Regions from separate parts of the Sus scrofa genome. Here all the other regions are linked to region 2. A link is a contact called in public Hi-C and HiChIP or PLAC-seq data. All regions are on one chromosome and are shown on one strand. Each heading gives the region's core, a stretch centred on a gene start, on an enhancer-like site or on the middle of the called end of the contact. The rest is flanking DNA. Distances are from core to core; before and after follow the strand shown.

The links. Hi-C and Micro-C count contacts between places; a contact is called where the count stands out from the background. HiChIP or PLAC-seq counts read pairs in DNA pulled down with a chosen protein or histone mark.
Region 1: an H3K27ac HiChIP or PLAC-seq map of skeletal muscle shows a contact between it and region 2, with 4 times the contacts expected there. The contact joins two enhancer-like sites. A contact is called at or near these places in 7 of 47 Hi-C or Micro-C datasets (embryonic fibroblasts, epiblast stem cells, fetal heart ventricle and 3 more) and 2 of 2 datasets of contacts at active chromatin or transcription factors (alveolar macrophages and skeletal muscle).
Region 3: a contact with region 2 is called in an H3K27ac HiChIP or PLAC-seq map of skeletal muscle, with 8 times the contacts expected there. The contact joins two enhancer-like sites. A contact is called at or near these places in 2 of 47 Hi-C or Micro-C datasets (embryonic fibroblasts and epiblast stem cells) and 1 of 2 datasets of contacts at active chromatin or transcription factors (skeletal muscle).
Region 4: a contact with region 2 is called in a Hi-C map of embryonic fibroblasts, with 1.8 times the contacts expected there. The contact joins two enhancer-like sites. A contact is called at or near these places in 3 of 47 Hi-C or Micro-C datasets (embryonic fibroblasts, liver and skeletal muscle) and 1 of 2 datasets of contacts at active chromatin or transcription factors (skeletal muscle).

The regions. Positions count from the first base shown.
Region 1 is chr13:130,999,060-131,002,145 of Sscrofa11.1, forward strand. No RefSeq gene overlaps it. Among named protein-coding and RNA genes, the nearest start is that of HES1, 140 kb to the right of the region's middle. Within about 2 kb of position 1,547, at least 43 of the 83 cell types and tissues checked have an H3K27ac peak or open chromatin away from gene starts, as enhancers often do. A contact at or near this core is called in skeletal muscle, where this site is marked.
Region 2 is chr13:131,309,550-131,312,479 of Sscrofa11.1, forward strand. No RefSeq gene overlaps it. Among named protein-coding and RNA genes, the nearest start is that of CPN2, 27 kb to the right of the region's middle. Within about 2 kb of position 1,427, at least 19 of the 83 cell types and tissues checked have an H3K27ac peak or open chromatin away from gene starts, as enhancers often do. A contact at or near this core is called in embryonic fibroblasts and skeletal muscle, where this site is marked.
Region 3 is chr13:130,903,895-130,906,877 of Sscrofa11.1, forward strand. No RefSeq gene overlaps it. Among named protein-coding and RNA genes, the nearest start is that of HES1, 230 kb to the right of the region's middle. Within about 2 kb of position 1,342, at least 18 of the 83 cell types and tissues checked have an H3K27ac peak or open chromatin away from gene starts, as enhancers often do. A contact at or near this core is called in embryonic fibroblasts and skeletal muscle, where this site is marked.
Region 4 is chr13:130,972,617-130,975,892 of Sscrofa11.1, forward strand. No RefSeq gene overlaps it. Among named protein-coding and RNA genes, the nearest start is that of HES1, 160 kb to the right of the region's middle. Within about 2 kb of position 1,410, at least 14 of the 83 cell types and tissues checked have an H3K27ac peak or open chromatin away from gene starts, as enhancers often do. A contact at or near this core is called in embryonic fibroblasts and skeletal muscle, where this site is marked.

The sequences.
Region 1 (3,086 bases), core at 297-2,796, 310 kb before region 2:
AATTTTTTTGTTGTTTTTTAGGGCCACACTTGCGGTATATGGAGGTTCCCAGGCTAGGGGTCAAGTCGGAGCTACGGCTGCTGGCTTACACCACAGCCACAGCAACGCAGGATCCGAGCAGTGTCTGAGCCCTATACCCCAGCTCACAGCAATGCCGGATCCTTAACCCACTGAGCAAGGCCAGGGATCAAACCCACAAACTCATGGTTACTAGTGGGATTCATTTCCACTGTGCCACAGCAGAAACTCCTGGGAGCTCACGTTTTAGTAGGAAAGACAGAGGGAGCCCAAATCCAAGCGCTTTACTGAGTACAAGCAAGAGTGAGAGAGGAGAGGAGGAGGAAGGATTGCTTTTAGTCATTGGCAGTGAGATAAGGAGCAGTCCAGGAAGCTTTCAGGAGGGGATGACACTGTTAAGACTTGAGTGCTGGCAGGATTTCAGCAGCTGCAGATAGAACTTTCCAGATCAAGGAAATGGCCTGGGAAGGTGACCTTGTTTTCACATAGTATAGAGGTTCTGCACTGCTGCTCTCCCGTTCCTTAGAGAAAGAACACAAAACGGAAGGTGAAAGGAGCTGGGCCTGGAGTACCTGGGACTGCCTGTAGAGGTTCTTTCTGTTTAAATGTGCCTTCCTCTCGCTATCCAGTCTGTCTTATGAAAACTACTCTTCAAGCCCCAGCCCTCATCACTCTCCTTCCCAGGACAAGACACTCTGTCTTTTCCAGGCAGGACTGGCTGTCCTGGCTACTGCACTCTCACTGCTCCCTGTCAGTTCTAGAACATCAGGGAAACTCAGAAGTCAGGTACCTAGGCTCTGGCACCTTTCTGCCTGGGTTCAAATCCCAGCTCAGTCATTGACTTCCGAGTTGTCTCAAGCAAGTCACTGGCCCTCTGTGGACCTTCCTTTTACGATCTGTAAAATATGATTGTACAGGGACCTCCCTCCAAAAACCTCCCAGAGGATTAAACAAGGTAATGCCCCAAGGCATTAAAGCAGCCCTGCCTTAGTGGCCTGCTTTAATTGTCTGCTACTTCGAGCCTCCCCACCCCCGGCCCTGCTAACTCTTTCAGGACGGTCTGTGCTTGTGACCTTGAGAATCTTGAGGGTCAGGGACACGGCTCTTAATCTCTGAACCAGTCTCTCATCCTGTCTCTCTGCTTCTCTCTCTCCTCATACTTAGAGGTGTCCTGCAAGAGGTGTACAATTACTACCTTCGCAAGGGACGAACAAAATAGGGTCATGAAAAGGGAAAAAAAAAAATTGAGTCAAGCCCAGATGCAAAGAGAGACGAGAGATGGATGGCGAGGAGCTTAGAAACGTCAATGGCGGGATGAGAATCCGCCACACCTTCAGAAGAGAAAAATCCCTATCACCCTTTTTCCATCTCGACACGGGGACAGTGCGAATAGAAATTCATTCCAACAGTAGTTTTCTCGGCCTCGCCAGCGGCCCCGGGCGCTCCCTTTCCCTCCCCCGCGGGGCGGTCCTGCCCTCCCCCGCCAAGGAACGGCCGCGGCCGCAACCCTGACCTCGGCTCCCACGCGGGGCAACAGCCGGGCAGCCGGCGGGCGCGCGGGCGGGGCAGGAAGGGGGAGACGCGGCTCCGGGCGCCCGATCCTTAACTGCAGCTTCCAAACCCCTGCCCGATCCTAATCAGTGTGGGAAAGGAGCACAGGCCGGCCCGCCGGCCGGAGCCGCCGCCTCTTTTCATAAACTTTATCGCCGCGCGCAGCCGCTGATAAAGCACCGTAAATAAACGAGCGCGGGGTGTGCGGCGGCCCCAGGCTGCCTGCGCCCGCCCGCCCGGCCGGCCCCGCCGCCCCCGGGGAAATGAATCACACGCCGCCCGCCGACTTGGAAAGAGTTGCCGGCTCTCCTCCTCTCCAGACCAGCGCCATAAATCATCAGGCGTTCCTCCCCTCCCCAGAACCCCCTCACCTTTTGTTTTATGGATTCAATTAAAAAAAAAAAAAAAGCACAGGAGTTTTCTTTCTGGCTACCAGGCCACCCCTCCTCGTCCGGGGAGTTAAGTGTGTTGCCCTGGGTTATCCTCTTGCCTCAGGTCAAACTCCTCGGTCCTGGCTCCGACTGGGGCCAGTGCCTGTTTGCACAAATCCCCTTGGGCTCCTGCACAACTTCGGGTGGGCTGGAGCCGGGACCGGGAGTGGAGAGGCGAGACTTGAAGTCTCTGGTGGCAGGTGATGAGAACAGGTTCCCACAAAAGTGGACTTGGGCGCGCGCATGTGTGGATGCATAGCTGGCTTCGGCCAAGTCCTAGGAGGGGCTCTGGATTCGAGGCTGGGCCGGCACCCAAAGAATTTAGAGGTCAGGGGACTAGGGTCTGTGCAGTGTCCTGCCTGCAGAGGAAGCGAGGGTGCCTCCTGCACGTCAGTGAAAGTGTGTTCAAAAGTCCCTTACATGCCGTTGGCACAGATCTTTTGATCTGCATTCTTAAGTTCTTGAAATTTTGCTGCAGGGGGGTGGGGGTGGGGGCTGTTGGTGGGGGGGGGTGTAGTGGGGCGGGGGTGGTTGAGTGTGGGGGGTGGTGCACATTAACCCACAATACAATTTGGAGATGGAAGTTTGACAGCAGACTCCCTGAGTATGAACAAAGACAGAAAGATAGGGTGTGCAGAGCAGCTGAAGCACATGGCTCAGTCACAAGACCAGGTCTCTTGTCCAGCTCTGCTACCTCCTGGCTCTGGGCCCTAGGCAGCCGCCCCTTGCTGGTTTCATCATCTGTCTGTCTGAGTGAATAATATACATTAAGAGGTCCTCCAACTTTCCTAGTTTGTAGAAAATAGCATCCTTCTTATGAATCACATTTCTGAGGTGTCTTATCACAGGTCCCCCTGAAGAAACACTGTTTTGTCCCCTTAGAAGACATCAGGGGTAGTTTCTGTGACTGACCCCTTCTTAGTGAGCTGAACACCAGACTTAACTCCTTGCTCAAGGAGGTTAGGGAGGTCCGAGGACCCCTCAGCCAAAATGGAGTCTGCCTGTGAGGCAGAAAGACATTTGAATGTCTTTCTAGAGCAAACCCAGCATATTCCAACAGCATCAGCCCACTGCCTCTCTGGTCCC
Region 2 (2,930 bases), core at 177-2,676:
GGCAGCCGAAGCTACCCGGAGAGGGGGAAGGGGGACTTGAATTTAAAGTTGATGGGTTTGGGTTCTATCCAGGATCCCACGGGAAGCCATCTGAGGTGTGATGCAGGAAACAGACACCGATGGGAGTTTCAGGAAGGCTGAGTCTAGAGTCCAGCAAATTGCTGATGTGCAAAGCTCTAGCTTGAGAGCCTGTGTAAGAGAATCACGCACAGTTCTGTATAAGGTTATATAGCATTTCGAAGGGCTACATTTCAACATCGTCTTCCTTTCCATTCGTCCCCCACCCAAACACTGGGGAGGGGTGAGGGGGAATCTTCAATTTGTAATTGTTGAGTCAAGTTTTCCTCTTGTGGACTTTTACAATTCCCAGCTCCACCACCCTGTTATGGGCTTTACAGAAAACAAAGAACCTGAACTTAAACATTAACCAAGATCACTGAGAATGACAATGAAATGTACAGCCTTGGTGTCCTGGGAGGAGAGGCCCCTGACTCTGGCTGGTGGTTCAAACAGGAAAGGGACCTGGGCAGGCGCCATGGCCAAGGGATTAGGAGGCCAGCTGATCCCAACAGCACTTTCCACGCCAGCCAAAAAAAGACTGACTGACCTCATGTAAGGGCGAGGTGCCTGGGTACAAGGAGGGCTTGGACAGGGTCCCAGCCCTGAGAAACTCATGTCCCACATGAGAAAAGCCCTTAAGGGGACTGATCCAGGGCCATGGAAGGCAGAACGAGGAGGGATGTGTTTCACCCTAGAGGAGGCAGCACCTGCTGTAGGTCTTAAAGAATCAATAAACATTTACCAGTAGAAAAGAGTAGCTGGTCTGGGCAGAGGGAATAGGTGAGCTCAGGGTAGAGGGAGCCACGCGTGGTATGTCTGGGAAATGATTAGTCTGCTGTGGTTGTGGGTGTAGGGGGCACAGGGAAGGACGGGGGTGTGGAGGATGGCCAGGGCTGGAAGGCGGCATGGGACCAGATGAGAAAGGTTAGATCTAAGGTGTAGGCCCTTGGGCTCTGTCTAAAGCCCCTGGGCCACTGTGGGGAGGGTAGCCTGGTAGGGTGCCCTGGTGGGAGGCTGCTGGGGTCATCCAGGCCAGAGGTGATAAGGAGCTGAAGTTCAAGGCTGCAGCAGAAGGGAGTGGGGAAGGGGGTGGTGTGGGATGGGGGTCTGGGCACAAGAGGTTTCCAGAAGCACTGTCTTCTGACTCAGAGACTAGTTGGGTGGGGGTCACTGAGGTCAGGGACTGAACACTGACTTGGTGCCATCCTCTGGGAAAGGAAGGGGTCTAGCTGGGCAGCAGGAAGCCCACGGGTATCCCAAACAGAGGAAATTTAATACAGGGGATTGGTTGCATAGTGATGTGAAAGCTGAGAGGCCAAAGAAGATGCAGAGGCAGCACAGAGGTTAGCAATGGGACAAGGCCACTGGCGCCACCTAGAGCAGGAGGGAGGAAGAGGTGTGGCAGCATTAGGTAGAGCTCAGAGGCCAGGAGCAACCCAGCCCAGCAGAAACCAGAGCAAGCCCGGATAGTGGGAGCTGGGGCCAGGGAGGAGACCCAGGCCCCGCTGGAGATGCTTCCTAGAGCAGAAAGTGTGAAAGAAATACCCCGACTTCTCCCCAGCCATCTGCTATGGGCCACACCTACTTGAAAGCCCAAGACAGGAAATCCCTAGAACAGGACTAGAGAGGCAGCTGGGGTGAGCAGAGGTGAGTGCAGATTTAAGCATGAGGGGCCTCCCTGGAAAGGTATCCAGCAAGCACTGGAGACAGAGGCTTGGAGGGCCGGACAGGCGGGTGTGGAAGGCTTGGTATGGCTCCCAGCAGAGGCAAAAGCTGACTCATGCCTGAGACACATGGTCCCAGAGCTGAGCCTCCTGGGTGGGGCAGGGCAAGGTGGTGTCATGTGGCGCAGGGATATGTAGGGCCCTGTGTCGGGAGAAAGGATGCCACGGGGGAAATGGGCTGGCCCGGAGAGGCTGTCAGACCCACGTCATCATCCCTATCCTGATGGCTGTGTGACTTTGGGCAAGTGAACAATATTCTCTGGGCCTTGGCTTCCTGCCTGTAGAACAGAGAGCATACATCCCCCACAGGCTCTCTCTGAGTCAGGAGGGTCAGCCTGGGCTCGGTGATGCCAAGTGGCTGAGTGAGGCATTGGGCTTGAGTCTGACACATGCTCCTGGGGCCACCTAAGATTACACACCTGCAGAGAGAGACCGCTGGCAAGTTCAGGGCCCAAGCTGGCTCCACAGAACACAAGACAGGAAGGGATCCCTCTGAGGTCCTCTGGGGCTGGGGGCCTTGACCCGGGTCCCTGAAATGGTGTACAAAGTCCAATGGGTATTTTTCCTGGGAGAGGGCCTGATTCTTAGAAGAACTGACAACCCCTGCTCATGAACTGCAGGCTAAGCCCCTCCAACTCTTCAGCCCCACCTCCCAGCACACCCAGCCCCATACAAACCACCCCAGCATCACAGAAGGGCTTGTGGTTGCCCCCAACTCACCAGGCTTCCACTCCTGGGCCCTCCCTCAGTGGACCTTGCCCCTCCACCTGGAGTCTCTCCTTCCCTCCCCTCCCACATATCTTATCTTCTCCAGCCTTTAAGCCTCTGTTCAAGCATCACTGCCTCCAGAAGGCTTCCTCTTACCCTCTGACCCTGGCTCCTTCCTGGATGGGCAGGCGTAGCAGATCATATTCTCCAAAGACGGCCACTCCCATGTATTTAGGCTACCCATAGCATCTCCTGCCCATGTGACGGACACACCTTCCACTGTGAGGGGTCTATGTCCCCTCCTCTTGGATCTGGGAGGGACTTGCAACGGCCCTGACCGATAAAGCACAGTGATGCTTCGTGGCTTCAGGGACCAGGTCAGAAAAAGGAGAGCCCTCTGCCTGGTCCTCTCATATTCTCTCTGTCCCCACCTCAACA
Region 3 (2,983 bases), core at 92-2,591, 410 kb before region 2:
CATATGCTGCAAGTGCGGCCCTAAAAAGCAAAAAAAAAAAAAAAAAAGGTGGAACTTGCTCTGATTGCAGAAGAAGCAGGAGGTGGTCAGGAGCCCACTCTCTAGGACATTTCTTCCATGTCCCCCACCAACCCCCGTCCCCCACCAACCCCCGTCCCCCTCAGCCGCCCCACAAAAGACATTGAGGTTGAAACCAATGGCTCCAATCTAAGGCCTAAGATAGCAGAAGGCAGGAGAGGAGGGCTCACCACCCCCACCCCCCTCCTGGTGGGAGTGACAGCCCTAGGGCCCGAAATGCATCTCTGTCCCCTTGGCAAGTGCTTACCCTTCCATCCCAAGCTGGCTGCGTGCCTGGGCTTCCCCACTTCCTGACCCCACAGGAGAAGAACAGAGGTCTCTACAATGGTAAAAGAAGCAACAGGAAGCAAGCTTGGAGCTGTGGGTCCTCTCCGTCCTGGGAACATATTCCCAGCTGCGGAGCACGCACTGCATGCAGCTGAAACGTTCTGTAACCACCTCTAGCTCCAGATTCCAACAGGCAGACGTGTCTGGATACCACATGTCTGGCATCTTAGAGATTTCATTTTCCAACTGAAAATATAAACATCAGAATAAGGGAAAAGCTGAATTCATTCACTGCTTATTCGATGGAGAGTTTGCTTTGAGATTTATTAATTTTTAAACATCAAAAGGTAAAAGAGAACCTAAAAACCCCTAAAAGGTCCCATACTCTCCAAGCAACCTGTGGCCTGATGCCAGGGTTAGGCCTGTCTTAAACAGGTGAGACTTGACCTCTCAAAAGATATATTTCAGCAGAGAAATCAAGGCGAGAACATGATACAATTTGAGCAGATGAAGAACGTGAACAAAAGAAGTTGCCTGGCTCTTAGAAAACATTGTTTTGGAAGATTATTCAGACTTGCAATTTAATACCAGATGTTGGCATCTGGAGAGAACCTGATTTGACAATCTGGCAGGAAATATGAACAAAACGCAAATGGCAGTTTAAAAAAAAAAACGTTTAAGAAAGGATTGCCGCAATGGCTCCGTGGAGCAGTCCTGGAATATTAGAAAGCCAGAGTTTATCACCCATGAAGCTTGAGTGGCAGCAAGTGCAGTCTGGGCCCAGGAAAGTACCTGAGAGTGAGGAAAAGAAGGTTGTCTGGTGAGAAAAATCCAAGGTGGGGAAGTGGGCCTGGGGGTATGGCTGGTCCTTGGGATGTGGCTGCAGGGCCCGGAGAAAATGGCCCTCCCAACGTGCTATTAAAGCAGCTGTGGTTGGGCTCAGCCTGACAGCTAGGCGCTGGCAGCCTGCACAGGAAGCTGGCCGGCCCCGCCATCGACACAGCGGGAACAGACAGCACTTTCCCAAGCTCCGGATTCCAGGACACGCCACTGCAGACGCATTCTAGTGGCCTGCCAGTGCAGGCTCACGCACTCTCTTCTCAACCAGACAGAATGTTGATACTGCACCCTCCTATGTGTGGCTTGAAATTCTTTTTTTTTTTTTTTTTTTTTTTGTCTTTTTGCCTTTTTCTAGGGCCACTCCTGCAGCATATAGAGATTCCCAGGCTAGGGGTCGAATCGGAGCTGTAGCCACTGGCCTACGCCAGAGCCACAGCAACGTGGGATCCAAGCCATGTCTGCGACCTACACCACAGCTAACAGCAACGCCGGATCCTTAACCCACTGAACAAGGCCAGGGATCGAACCCGCAACCCCATGGTTCCTAGTGGATCCGTTAACCACTGCGCCACAACGGGAACTTCAGCTAGAAATTCATTTTAAAACATTTTTTTTTTTAAAGTATAACATCAATGCAGTAAAATCAGATCTTAAGTGCTTGATCAGACTTGACAAACGAATACACTCATGTGTCTCAGACCCCAGTCAAGACACAGGGCATGTCTAGGACCCCCAGAAGTGTCCTTCACGCCCTCTCCTAGTCAATGCCCCTGCACATGCATACACGCAGCATGAAGCAATCAACCACTGATCCAGTTTCTGCCACCACAGATGGGAGCCACTATTCTAGAACTTCATACACATGGAATCATATCACGTACCCTCTTTTGTGTCTGGCTTCCTTCCCTCAGTATGTTCTGAAATTCATGCATGTTGTTGCATGCATCAACAGTACATTCCTTTTTCTCTTTCTTTCTGAGTAGTATTTTATCAAATGGATGTACTGCAAATACGGTAATGTGGTGTTCATCCATTCACCTGTAGTCAGACATCTGGGATGTATCCAGTTTTTAGCTATTATGAATAAAAACTTCCAGGAATATCTCTCTAGAAGTCATGTAAATACATTCCGCCAGAGTAAATACTTAGGAATAGAATTGGTGGGCCATGGGGTAGATGGATGTTCAATTTTTAAAGAAACTGCCAAACAGACTTCCGAGGTGGCTGTTCAGAAATTCACATTTAAAATGTGTTTATCATGGAGTTCCCACTGTGGCTCAGCAGGTTAAAGACCTGACATAGTCTGCAAGGATGCAGTTTCATTCCCTGGTTTTGCTCAGTGGGTTAAGGATCTGGTCTTGCCACAGGCTATGATGTAGGTCATAGATGTGGCTGGAATGCGGTGTTGCCATGGCTGTGGTGTGGACCAGCAGCTGCAGCTCCAATCTGACTCCTAGCCTGGGAACTTCCATATGCTGCAGGTACAGCTGTAAAAAGGAAAATAATTAAAAAAAATTTTTTTTAAGTGTGCCTAACACAATGGTCCCTGTGCTGCAGGGTATGTGAAATCCTGCATGGCTGCAGACTCAGTGGACAGCAATCTAGCCTGGGTGTCAGGACATCTGAGGCATATTTCTACTTAAGTGTCCAGGTCTCTGCTTCCTTACCTGTTGAGTGATATGGTTGAACAGATGATGGCCAAGGATATTTCTCATTCCATTCTGACATCATAAATCTATTTCACCACTCTCTAGGAAAGCAAAACAAAAAAATCCACTCGTTATCATTCTATTTAAAA
Region 4 (3,276 bases), core at 160-2,659, 340 kb before region 2:
TCTTTCTTGCCTTTTCTGGGCCCCTGCCTGAGGCATATGGAGGTTCCCAGGCTAGGGGTCTAATCGGAGCTGTAGACGCTGGCCTACGCCAGAGTTACAGCAACGCAGGATCCGAGCCACATCTGCAACCTACACCACAGCTCACGGCAACACTGGATCTTCAACCCACTGAGCAAGGCTAGGGATCGAACCCGCATCCTCATGGTTCCTAGTCGGATTCATTAACCACTGAGCCACAACAGGAACTCCTAGACTAACATTTTAAAAACAAATTTGTCAACAAAAATATTTTTTCAAAGACAAATAAAAGTTGAAATCAAATCTTATAGCCCAGGAGTTTCCATCATGGCTCAGCAGAAATGAATCTGACTGGGAGTTCCCGTCGTGGCGCAGTGGTTGGCGAATCCGACTAGGAACCATGGGGTTGAGGGTTCGGTCCCTGCCCTTGCTCAGTGGGTTAAGGATCCGGCATTGCCGTGAGCTGTGGTGTAGGTCACAGACGCGGCTCGGATCTGGCATTGCTATGGCTCTGGCATAGGCTGGCAGCTACAGCTCTGATTAGACCCCTAGCCTGGGAACCTTCCAAATGCCGTGGGAGCGGCCCAAGAAATGGCAAAAAGACAAAAAAAAAAAAAAAAAAAAAAAGAAATGAATCTGACTGGTATCCATGAGGATGCAGGTTCGATCCCTGGCCTCTCTCAGTGGGTTCAGGATCTGTCATTGCTGTGAGCTGTGGTGTAAGTTGCAGATGTGGCTCAAATCTCATGTTGCTGTGGCTGTGGCATAAGCCGGCAGCTACAGCTCCCATTCAACCCTGAACTGGGAGCCTCCAAATGTCATGGGTGTGGCCCTCAAAAGACCAAAAAAAAAAAACTTATAGTCCATTAACTGCCCTTTAAAAAGAATTAAGAAAGTTTCTCATTTTTTCATTTTTCTCATTAAATTCTGTGATCTCTGTAATTCATCAGTTGCTTGGCTCCTGCTTTGTCTGGTTGGCCTTTTTTCATTTTATATCTTCCCTGCCCTAAATGAGAATGGTTTCGTGATATTTTCTAACATGAATTCCTTCAGAGCATCTGAAAGCAGGAAGGTGGCTGTTTCAGCAGCAGGAATAAGAGGAGACCAGGGAAGAAGGAGAAAGAATGGCACAGACAAACAATTCAGCAGTAGACCAGCAGACGCAGAGTCCAAAAGTTCATGAGCTGAGGCGGTCCAGAAATGCCACAACTGAAGGCACGCGTCATGAAAGGACACCTAACACAAAAGGTCTGCGTGTCTTAGGGGCACTGATTTTCTGTCACCCTCTCTTGCAGAACCGTTTTTGAGAAGGTGAGGCAATTCACCAGGCTGAATATGGTGGCTGAATAAAGGGGAAAGAATGCGGGACCCACTGGCAAATATCAAAGGTTGTCAGAGAGCAAGTGGTGAGTCAAAGGGTGACATCAGACTGTGTTATGGGCAGAAGCAGAAGTAAGCCTAACAATAGCTGCCCTTTGGGCTCCAGGAGGCCAAGTGGCTGGGCTCTGCAGTGGACTATGGCCAGGGTGACCACATAATTCTTTCCCTCAAACGGCGCCCTTTGGAGAGTAAAAGTTGGGCGCTTCTCAGAATTACACTGGGACCATGCAAATGCAACTGGGGCTTTACTGACCCTAATTAGGAATCCCTCCAAAATGTCGGGGATAAAGTTTAGCTGCTTTCAGAATCTTCTCCACAAAGTTGAGCAGCGGCTCCCGCAGCTGAGCTCCCTTCCCGTGGAGGCAAAGCCTCTACACTGGCAAGAAGTGGGGCACGAGGAAGTGCCATGGCCAAATAAGTGTGAAAAATGAACCGTTCATCTTCTTACCCTCTCTGGGAGACTTGGAATATAAATGCAGTTATCCCTTGGCACTCGCATGGGATTGGTTTCCAGAGCCGGATAACCAAATCTGGGGATGCACAAGTCCCCCTTATAAAACATTGGAGACTTTGAGAAGACCTGCAGGGAACTAAATACTTAGTATTGGAGTTCCCATCGTGGCTCAGTGGTTAACAAATCCGACTAGGAACCATGAGGTTGTGGGTTCCATCCCTGGCCTCACTCAGTGGGTTAGGGATCCGGCGTTGCTGAGAGCTGTGGTGTAGGTCACAGATCCTGCGTAGCTGTGGCTCTGGCGTAGGCCGGCGGCTACAGCTCCAATTCAACCCCTAGGCTGGGAATCTATACATGCTGCGTGAGCGGCCCTAGAAAAGGCAAAAGGACAAAAAAAAAAAAAAATACTCAGTATTGTTCAACCCAGAATCTTCACAAAGGTTTTTGAACACCATGAGATCTTTTGGCAGCCAAACTCCCAGAATGTTCAGGCAAACACAGCTCTAAATCTTGGGAGGCAAAGTATAGAGGGAAGGGCTGGGATGACAGGCTTTCTTCTCCAGGAGACAGACGCTGGCAGTGTCCCCAGGAGCTTCTGGTGCTCCTGAGGATATGACACGAGCACGTGCTCAGCTGGGTGAGGTCATACAGAACCTCCTTGTGCAGCCAAAAGGCCTGCAGAAACACGTCCTAAGCCATCCCACACCATGACTAGGAAGCCTTTGAGTTCACGTTCAGACTCTTGAGCCCAACCCAAGCTCAGCTGAGACACAGAGGGCTTCTGTTTTACTGTAAGTATTTCCTCCTAGAGTGTATGTTGGGGTGGGTTGCCATATCTCTGGCCTGTGTGTCCATAGGGGGTCGGGGTGGGGTACCTGAGAGGGCTTGGGGGATGCAGCCCCAGTTAGGGGCCTCTGTAAACAAAAGATGAGTTCTGGGAAGGAAGTGATGGGTGACCACAGAGGCTAGGAGGCCAGCCAGAAGTGGCCTGGGGACTAGGAGAAGCACTGTCCCTGACATGGCAGGCAGTATTGACATGTGGTCCACAAAGCATAGGCTGCTGATCTCATGGATGCTCCATTGTTCTCACCTGAATTATCACAATGTCCTTCCAGTCAATCTCCTTGTGGCCAGTCTCTCACTACTTTGGCTTGTCTTTCACTTTGTGGCTGGAAATACGCAAACTCACAGGGGCCTTTCGGAGTATCTCACAGTGAGTTGGTGGGCAGAAAAGCCCTATGGAAAGTCAGGGTGGTTGGGAGTGGGGGAGTAGAGATCAGTAGAGATTCCCATCACCAGTATCCCAACTTCTTCACATGGTGCCCAAGGCCCTGCATGAGCACTCTCTAAACAACGTCCCAATCTCTCCCCCTCCCCTCTGCTTCTACCAGCCTCTACTACCTCTACTTACACCCAGCTGCTCT